2 separate regions of the Mus musculus genome follow, and region 1 is linked to region 2. A link is a contact called in public Hi-C data. All regions are on one chromosome and are shown on one strand. The core of a region is the stretch at or near the end of the contact, and the rest is flanking DNA. Distances in the headings are between cores, read along the strand shown.

The links. Hi-C and Micro-C count contacts between places; a contact is called where the count stands out from the background.
Region 1: a contact with region 2 is called in a Hi-C map of olfactory sensory neurons, with 2.6 times the contacts expected there. The contact joins the enhancer-like site here to the promoter of Hmgxb4 in region 2. A contact is called at or near these places in 3 of 39 promoter capture datasets (the C10 cell line, neutrophils and pre-B cells), 4 of 484 Hi-C or Micro-C datasets (induced pluripotent stem cells, liver, olfactory sensory neurons and 1 more), 3 of 115 datasets of contacts at active chromatin or transcription factors (the SCID.adh cell line and embryonic stem cells) and 4 of 9 other capture datasets (adipose tissue, embryonic stem cells, liver and 1 more).

The regions. Positions count from the first base shown.
Region 1 is chr8:75,056,281-75,060,838 of GRCm38.p6, forward strand. Tom1 (target of myb1 trafficking protein) reads left to right here. Exons shown (of 15, transcript NM_011622.3): 8 at 875-1,008; 9 at 2,161-2,194; 10 at 2,533-2,626; 11 at 4,153-4,273. Among named protein-coding and RNA genes, the nearest start is that of Tom1, 25 kb to the left of the region's middle. Within about 2 kb of position 2,646, at least 5 of the 459 cell types and tissues checked have an H3K27ac peak or open chromatin away from gene starts, as enhancers often do. A contact at or near this core is called in olfactory sensory neurons, where this site is marked.
Region 2 is chr8:74,990,354-74,994,950 of GRCm38.p6, forward strand. It overlaps Hmgxb4 (HMG box domain containing 4), which reads left to right and starts at 3,297. Exons shown (of 11, transcript NM_178017.2): 1 at 3,297-3,396.

The DNA.
Region 1 (4,558 bases), core at 1,396-3,895, 65 kb after region 2:
TAAAACCCAATCAGTAACATGGTGCCTAAATACATGTAGGATCTAGAAACAGGAAACAAAAAGATATTAGCAGGAAACGTAGTTTAGTTGATTTCAGTGTTGATGCCTTGGTTTTGACAAATGTCAAACTGGGTAAAGGCACATGAGAACCTTGGTGCCATATTGCAGCTCTTCAATAAATCTGAAAGATTGTTCCAAAATAAGTTTTACTAAAAGAGAAAAAAGCCAATCCATGAGAAAAGTGGGGCAAAAGCTTGTGTGAAGTAACAGAGAAGTTAAACGTGTTCACACCCGACCCCATCCTCAGGTCCGTCATCCTCCTCACCCTCCTCACTCTTCTGTTTTCCCCTTAGGTGTGCATCTGTGACTGTGGTGTGTGTGTGAGTGAGACATGGCAATACTACAGCTTGCTATCGAAGTAAGAGATCAGCCTTAGGGAGCCAGCTCTCTCCTTCAACTCTGTTTGAGGCAGTGTCTCTCCTGTTTGTGCTACTTACCACATGGGCCAGACTGGCTGGTCCAGGAGGCTGAGGTTTTTCTAAGTAAGCAAACGTGGTGGCTAAAACTTGACTCTGCAGTCTGCACACAGTCCTGTTAAAGCAGCACAGTCATTATCAGGACTCAGTCCGGTACTTTACATGTTATTGTGAAGCCTAACACTTCCAGCTACTCCAGAAGTTGTGGGTCACCTGAGGCCAAGCCTAGGGGACAGTGAGAGCCCATCTCACAACTCAAAGACTGTAACCACACTGCAGCACCTGAGCAGTGATCTTGAGAACAGGCTTGTGGAGCCATGAAGACCCCTCTTCCAGGACTGTTGATGAGGAGTAGCCTTGTCCTTCGTGTGGCCTCAATGTCTCGCTCCTCCCCGTAGGAACTGAACCGCACCTGCCGTGCCATGCAGCAGCGGATCCTGGAGCTTATCCCACGCATCTCCAATGAGCAGCTGACGGAGGAGCTGCTCATGATCAACGACAACCTCAACAACGTGTTTCTGCGCCATGAACGGTAGTCCTGCCACACCTTCACCTGGGCCGTGGCCTCGGCTACTCAGTCATTTTCCCTGTGCCCTTTTCAGACATCAGCAAGCTACCAGAGCCCCCAGCTCTCTCCCCGTCACTGAGCTGCTTGGGTAGTGGGTAGTCATAAAAGCAGGAAGCAAAGTGCTCTGCTCTAGAAATGGTTATTATCTAGCCACCTCCCACTCCTTGTGTCTATTGTGTGTTCCCCACTTGCTGTGTGGTTTGCAGTCAGTCGAGAGGGGCTGGGCCCCTGAGGGCAACAGTTGGCCAGTTTTTCCTGTTCACTAGCCCAAGAGGATGCACATCCTCTCCTCCTTGCCATCTTGTTTTGTTTGTTTGTTTGTTTTGTTTTGTTTTGTTTTGTTTTGTTTTGTTTTTGAGACAGGGTTTCTCTGTGTAGCCCTGACTGTCCAGGTACTCACTTTGTAGACCAGGCTGGCCTCGAACTCAGAAATCCACCTGCCTCTGCCTCCCAAGTGCTGGGATTAAAGGGGTGCGCCACCACCGCCCCGCTCCTTCTTTGCCATCTTGAGGTGCACTGTGTGGTAGTCCCCCAGTTCTCTAGCATCAGGCCCCTAATTTACCAGTTTGTTCTGGTGCCAGCCAACTGCTACTCAGTGCCTCAACTCAGTCATCACCTCAGCTAGCAGGCAGGTGCCCAGAGACATTAGAACAGAAAATGAATTCAAAAGTGATGTCCTTTATACCAGGCCAGAACTCCAACAGGCTGGTCACTAAGGTCTTCTCCACCTACCTCCCTAGCCCCTGGCCCCTAAGTAGTCAGGGTTAGAGACAAGTGGCCATCTTTGAGAGCCAACCATACATTCTCAAATGTAGAGTAAGTAACTAGACAGTTGACAAAGCAGTGCTCAACTCTGCTTGCTGAGTGTCCCTTTCTTTTGTGTTCCTGTGACCTTGTTTCTTGCTGACCATTGCAAAGTGTTCCTATGAGTGATCAAATGCCTCCCAGCCCTGTGCAAGCGAAACAGGGGCTCTGCTAGTGATAGCATGAGAACAGCGAGCATGCGCTGCATCTGTGAGGGTAGACCAGTTATCTCCTCATCCTGGTAATGATCTGGGGTCCTCTGGGAACTGTGTCCATCTGTTCTTTTTGACTGGGGTATTTTCTGTCTTGTAGGTTTGAACGCTTCCGAACAGGCCAGACTGCTAAGGTAAGAGGCAACTCTTGTGGGACTGTGTCATGCTTTATTGATAGAAGTGAGAGGGAAGTTCTCACCGTCTCCCTGATGCCTTCCTTGTAAAGGATACTGGTGCTTCTTTTTAGGCTCATAGGGAAGTCTCTGACTTCTTACACCACTATCCCTTTAAGGGAAATAAGGCTCTGCCACCACCAGTTTGTACCTCAGGGCCTTCCCAGCCTCCCAGGGGTGTAGCTGAGCTGGAGCCCAGGTGGAGGAGAAAGTCCCCAGCTCCCATTCAGACATGTTGGGGCCTGGAGGCAGATCTCTGCATCCTGAAAGGTTCATCCAGGCATCTCCCCTCACCTCAGGCCTCCAGTGAAGCTGAGCTAGCTACTGACCTGATTGACATGGGTCCTGACCCCGCAGCCACAAACAACCTCTCATCTCAACTGGCAGGAATGAGTAAGTATGCTGGGGACTCCAGCCAAGGGTATGTTTCAATGTGTGGGTAGCTTCAAAGTTCCTGTGCTCGCCAACAGCAGAGCATTGGTCCACATCTTACTTTGCTGGGATCCCAAGCCAAATCTTGCTACAGGATTGGGCAAAACTTGTGAGAATGCCCTGGGAGTACCAATGTCCCTGAGCCCCTTGGATAATATAAATCCCACTGCACTCTAACCATCCCTCTGCCCTGCCTCCCCATCCCCTCCATCCACCCCACCTGAACATCCTGGGGACCATCAGACAATCGACTGCTCAGCCTCAGTAATCACTTCCTACTTGAAGAAGGAAAGAAGGAATGGGCCCCTCTTCAAGGTTGGAAGAATAGAGCAAGAAACTGCCAGAAAGCGGCTTCTATCAGGGCGAGGCCAGAAGGCGCTCCGTTCCGGTGACACTGCAGGATAGAACTCGGGACCTTGGCCATGCTAGACAATATTTTTGCCACTGAGTTAAACTCCAGCTTGGTTTCCTTTGGTGCTTTGTTCTGGGGAAAAAAAAATAGATAATTTAGGTTTGATTTGATTTTGCTGGCTTTTGATCCAGGTTGTTGCTAAGTGCTCAGTAGCCTGTCTAGGTAGGCCTCAAACTTTCTCCATCCTCCTGCCTCAGTCTCCCAAAACCTGAGATTACAGGTGGGTATACCTGTAATATTAGCAGTCATTATCTTTTTTGTTGTTCCTGGGCTGCTACTGCTGCTGCTGTTGTTGTTGTTGTTTATTTTGGGTGTTTTGTTTTGTGCTGGGGATTAAGCCTCAAGCTAAACAAGTGCTTTACCACTGAACTATATTCCAACCCTTTAATTTTGAGATAGGGCCTCACAAATTTCCCCAAACTGTCCTTGAATGTGCTTAGTAACCTAGGCTATTCTCAGTCTCCCCTGGAGCTGGGCTTACAGGCTGGCACCACAAGGTCTGCTTACAATTGAGTTTAATATTATTGACTGCCTGCTCCACGCCAAACCCCAGAAATGCATTCTGCTCCCACATGTGTGAGCAGTCGGATCTGAGCACTGTTCTGCTGCTCAGCCTCTTCCATTAGCTCAGTGGTTCTCAACCTTCCTAATGCTTTAACACGGTTCCTCATGCTATGGTGACCCCCAACCATAAAGTTATTTTCATTGATAATTCATAACTGTAATTATGCTACTGTTATGAATTATAATGTAAATGTCTGATATGCAACCCTGTGAAAGGGTCATTCGATCCACGGGTTGAGAACCACTGCTCTAGCAGGTGATACAGGCAGGGATTTCCTGTTTTCTAATCCTCACCACAGCGGGAGGAGGCGGCTGTGGTACCACTTTAGAAGTGAGCACACTCAGCAGAAATGAAGGGCTTCCTACTGCTCTCGGGCAGTAGTCGGCTTCCCATCCAAATCCCTCCACCTCACCCCTAATGCTCTTCAAGCAAGCAGCCCTAGTCCCAGATGGAACATGGGAAGAGCAAATGGAACAGCAGGCCTCTTGCCTGGCCCTTCTGTCTCTGCAGACCTTGGCTCCAGAAGTGTGAGAGCTGGCCTGCAGTCTCTGGAGACCTCAGGTCACCTGGAAGATGACTTTGACATGTTTGCTCTGACTCGGGGCAGCTCACTGGCTGACCAACGGAAAGGGTGAGTTACCTGTTCCATCCTGCTCTCCTGAGGGGGAGGGCTCTCTGTTGACAAGAGCATCTCTTGAGATCCCTGAATCTGGAATGGAAATGGGCAGGGCAGGAGAAAAGACGCACAGTCCCTAAGTTCAGTCCAGCATGGCCTGGATAACACTGTGGTTCAGGGACAGGAAGGGATACCAACATCTGACCAGAACCAGAAGCAAACCTCTGAGGGATTGGAAGGTTGGGAGCCTCTGACCACTTCTACGTAACATTTTGTCTGGCTGGCCCACCATCTTCCATA
Region 2 (4,597 bases), core at 2,047-4,546:
GGGAGTGACACACAGCGGGCTGGGCGCTTAGGCCTCGACCTCCCCCCCGGGCGCTTCTCTTGCCCACCGACCAGCCGGCCATCCTCTTTGCCTCTTTCTTTTGTTTTAATCAGTAATAATGATGATGCTAGGGAGCACTCGAGTGCCTGGATTATATGTGGAAGTCAGAGGATACTTTTCAGAAGTCCATTCTTTCCTTACAGGCAGGTACCTGATAGAACATCAGGCTTGCCTTTACCCACTGAGACATCTTGCTGACCTTTTTCCAATGCTGTCGGTTTAGAAGTAAAAGTTTATCTCTATAGGCTGCCCAGGCTGGCCTCAAAGTCCTAGGCTCAAGAAATCCTCTTGCCTCAGGATCTCAAGTAGCTACAGGAATGTACCACTATACCTAGCTCTCTAAATGTCTTTTTTCTTTTCTTTTCTTTTTTTTTTTTTTTCTTTTTTGAAACAGGGTTTCTCTGTGTAGCCCTGGCTGTCCTGGAACTCATTCTGTAGACCAGGCTGGCCTCAAACTCAGAAACCCACCTGCCTCTATGTCTTTTTTCATATTCTACTTATTTTCATGTTATGTCTATGTATGCTTTGCCTGCATACAGATTTTCATACCACCTGAGTGCAGCGTCTTCAGAGGCCAGAAGAGGGAACTGGATCCTCCCTCCCCCAGGAACCAAAATTACACATATTGTGAGCTAAGGGTGGTGTTAGGAGCTAAACTCATGCCCTCTGGAAGAGCAGCCCACGTTCATAACCACTGTAGCTCTCTAGTTTTAATAACAACAATAACGATAATAATCAAATAAAAATTCATTCTCCTTTCTCAGCTTCTCAGATTGCTTTTATCTTAAGTTCAAGGTTATCCCATAGTCATTGAAGCCTCATCTGGGGCTTTTCCTCTGTACATTTCATTTAGGTGGTGTCTTTGCAGGGTCTTAAGGAGATCTCCTCTTTGGTATCTTATTGGCTGCTTATTTTATCCAGGTATCCCAGGCATTATTATAGCTTTCATTCCTAGAAATTGGATTTGTGTCTCTCTATGATATTTTGATACCTTTATTGATGAACAACTGAAATATCTCAAATTGTCATGTATTAAAGTATTAGGTTTGGTGGAGTCTTGATTTATGTCAACCCAACCAACAACTACAATCAATATGGTGAATGTATTCTTTACGTCCCATGAAGCCGAAGGAGGACTCTGTGAGGTCAGCGCTCATCTCCCACCTTCTGTTGCCAAATTCCACAGAGCCATGCTAGGATGCTCACAGCAGAGAAGCTTCACCCACATGCTTCTGAGGAGGAGCTTGTTCAGAGTGCCTCGGCCTTCTGGACTCCACCACCGATTCCCCTTCCAGCAAAGCAAGTGCCAGCAGGCACCTCATCACAAGAAGCACCGGAGTCATGTTTTAAAGAGCAGGCCTTTCCACCCTTACCTGCATCTGTACTGCTCTTCCCCAACCAACACACCACCACTCACTACAACATGGCTTTATTATTTTCTGCTGCCCTCCCAGCCAGAGTATCAGCTGCTGAGGCTCAAGTACCCTTGACTTTGTTCTCTTGTTAGTGCCCAGCACCTTGCCCAGTGCCTGCTATACCCTGTGCTTTCCATAAGGACTGTTTCAGCGAATAAATGAACGAGTGTATGTTCAGTGATCCAAGAATGATAGTACTGTGGTCAAGAACAGGCTGAGGAGCTGAAGAGATGGCTGCAGGTTAAGAGAATACTACTCTTCCAAAGGACCTGAGTTCAGTTCCCAGCATTCACACTGTACAGTTCATGACTGTCTATAGTCCATCTCCAGGAAATCTGGTGTATTCCTTTGGCTTCTATGAGCATGTGCACACACACCAACAGTTAAAGAAATAGAGGCCATGAATTTGAGAGAAATAAATGGAAAGGGTTGAAAAGAGGGAACATGATCTAATTATATTTATATATAAGAATTAATAGTAGTGCATGATTTTAATCTCAGTGTTCAGGAGGCAGAAGCAGGAGGATTTCTGTGAATTTCAGGCAAGCCTTGTCTACATAATGAGTTCCAGGACAGCCAGGGCTGCTTCCTCCACCCATCCCTCCCGCCAAAACTGCCTACCTCCTGTGACTTTGACAAAGCAAAACAGAAGAGAAATTCCTCCCTAGAGCAGATGAAGGCTGGGTCTTTTCAGTGAGGAGGGCACCAGCTTCTGGTTGCCCTGATGGAGTGAGCACTGTTCACACAGAAGGCTATTATATACTTACACTATGCTACAAAAACAGAGTCTTTATATTAAACCAGGCTCTGGAAATTGTAAATGCTATTGATTTATTGAGTTCTCCTCAATAAATCAGAAGAAACTGTTTTCTCCTGTTTCTTAGAGAAAGAGTAACTTATTTATTTCCATTTTGTGTGTTTTTAGGGGACATTCCTGTGGCAGTCAAACTTGCATGAATCAGTTCTCTCTTTCCACCATGTAAATTTCCGGTGTCAAACACATACCCAGAGATTTGGTGTAAAATATTTTAACCCACTGAACCAATTCACCAGTCCTCTTAACACTTAAACAAAAATTGGTGTGAGCGGTGTAATAATTTGGTGAGAAAACAGCTTGTCTTACAAGTGTATGGTCTTCCACTTCACCTGGGCTACTCTCCAGATGTAAATGCTAAATTACAAATAAATACGGCTATTAACCCTTATCGCTCTGAGTCCGGCAAAGAACAGATTGTCTTGAAATAAACAGCATAACATTCTGTCTTAAATACAAAAGATTTAGGGGTAAAAGGAGAACAAGAAGGGCTACTATTAGGTGACCAGAAAGGACCGAGATTGCGGAGAAGGACCCATGAGTTCCTAAAAGAGAATACAAAGCTAATTGTCTAATTTTAAGTCTGTCATGAAATTTTCGAGGTTTGTATAAGCACGTGGTAGATAAGTACATAAAATTGTAACTGACAGTGAACGTATAAAATCCAAAGCCAAGCTCCATTGCTTCAGAACGACTGTTCTAATTGCATAGAAGTTTACGGAGCTGTAAAGACTTTGGGTTGGGGCAGGTGTTTGGCTACATTAATCTAATTGCCTGATATTTTTTATTCGCAATTTCTTTACAGAAAGATATTTTTATTGAAGAATAAACAGGAGACTTTTGAAATTATTTGTTTAGACCGAGAAGAGATTTCTAGACTAAACCTGCAACGGAGGAGTGTATTCTCAAACGGTACCGCGACCGCGCTCAACAAGCAGGTTTATTCGATGCGCTCGACGCTCTTTCGCCGGCGCGGTAGCCCCGCTGCAGTAGGAGTCTGCGCTCTGGGCTCGACTGAGGCGCCCTTGTTGCTCGCGCTTTTCTCTCCTTCTCCAAGATGGCGGCCGTCGGCGGCGCTGAGGCGGGATCCGAGCGAGCCGAGTGAAGGTAGCGGCGAGCGGAGCCCCCACCAGACCCGTCCGGACCCCCACCCCGGGGCGGCAACGGCCCCGCCCGGCCTCCGCCCACCGCTCCGGCCCCCCGACACCGTCCGGGAGGCGCTTCAGGCCCGCCGCGGCCTAGCTCGGGGGCCAAGCCGGGAACTGGAGTAGCGGCTGCAGCCGCCCCGGGGAAGGGGCTCGAGCGGGCCGCAGGAGGAAGGCGGCGGGAGCTGTTCAAACGGGGAAGGCGGGAAAGCTGCGGGGCCGGGAGGGGGCGTGCGGCCGCCCCAGGGACCCGCGGCCCGCGCCGCCCCTCCCCCTGCGCCGCTGTCTGGGCGCTCCGGGGCGCCGGAGGCCGACGGGACGTGGGAACACGGGTCGGGCGGAGCGCGGCATGGGAGCCGGGGCGCGGGCTACCTGGGGCTGTCAGGAAGAGAGGTCCCGGGCCGGCGGGCGGGAGGGCTGGGCGCGCGGTGAGCGGCGAGCGGGAGAGGATGCCCGGAGCTTCCTGCGCTGCGCAGAGCTTTGTTGAACTAGCGGTTGCAGCAGACCTGCCGAGGTTATCACAGCGGGGACCCCGGGAACGGTGGTCTTGGGGACTGTATGGATAAACGATCTCGTATTGTGTGTGTTCTTTGCGTGCGACTCAGTTTGAACATGCCTTCTTAATTGGAGTCATCTCCATACAGGCCCATTTCCCCCTCCACAACCACTACTTGTAGGTTCACTTTAGTTTATATCATATAGCAGACAAGATATGTCTACCACCCACCCACCCCACCCTTGTTTCCAGTACTGGCTGATTCTATACCCTCGTAGCAAAATACATTTTTAAAAACTGCATCCAAAGTAAAGCCTGTTGATTATGGCTTGTCAAAATTTGGATCGCTGAACTCGTGGAACCGAGTATGTTATCAGCCAATCTGTGCAGTGGTCGTGGTTCCAGTTAGCATTGCAGTGAGAAGATTCAGTGCGCCTTTCTGGCTATGGAGATCTCTGCAAGTTGCGAAGCTGGCAGGGGCTGGAGTGCTGCATAGGTGGGTCCTTGGAAAAGGGTGTGGCAAGAACTCCAACAGATCCAAGAAGGAAGGAAACCCACTGAAGTAAGAATTCACCTGTGCTATCCTAGAAGTAGCAACAAAATATCAGAATCTGCCAACAGCTGGATGTGTTTCTTCCTTTGACTGCATGGACTGGCAATCTAAGTT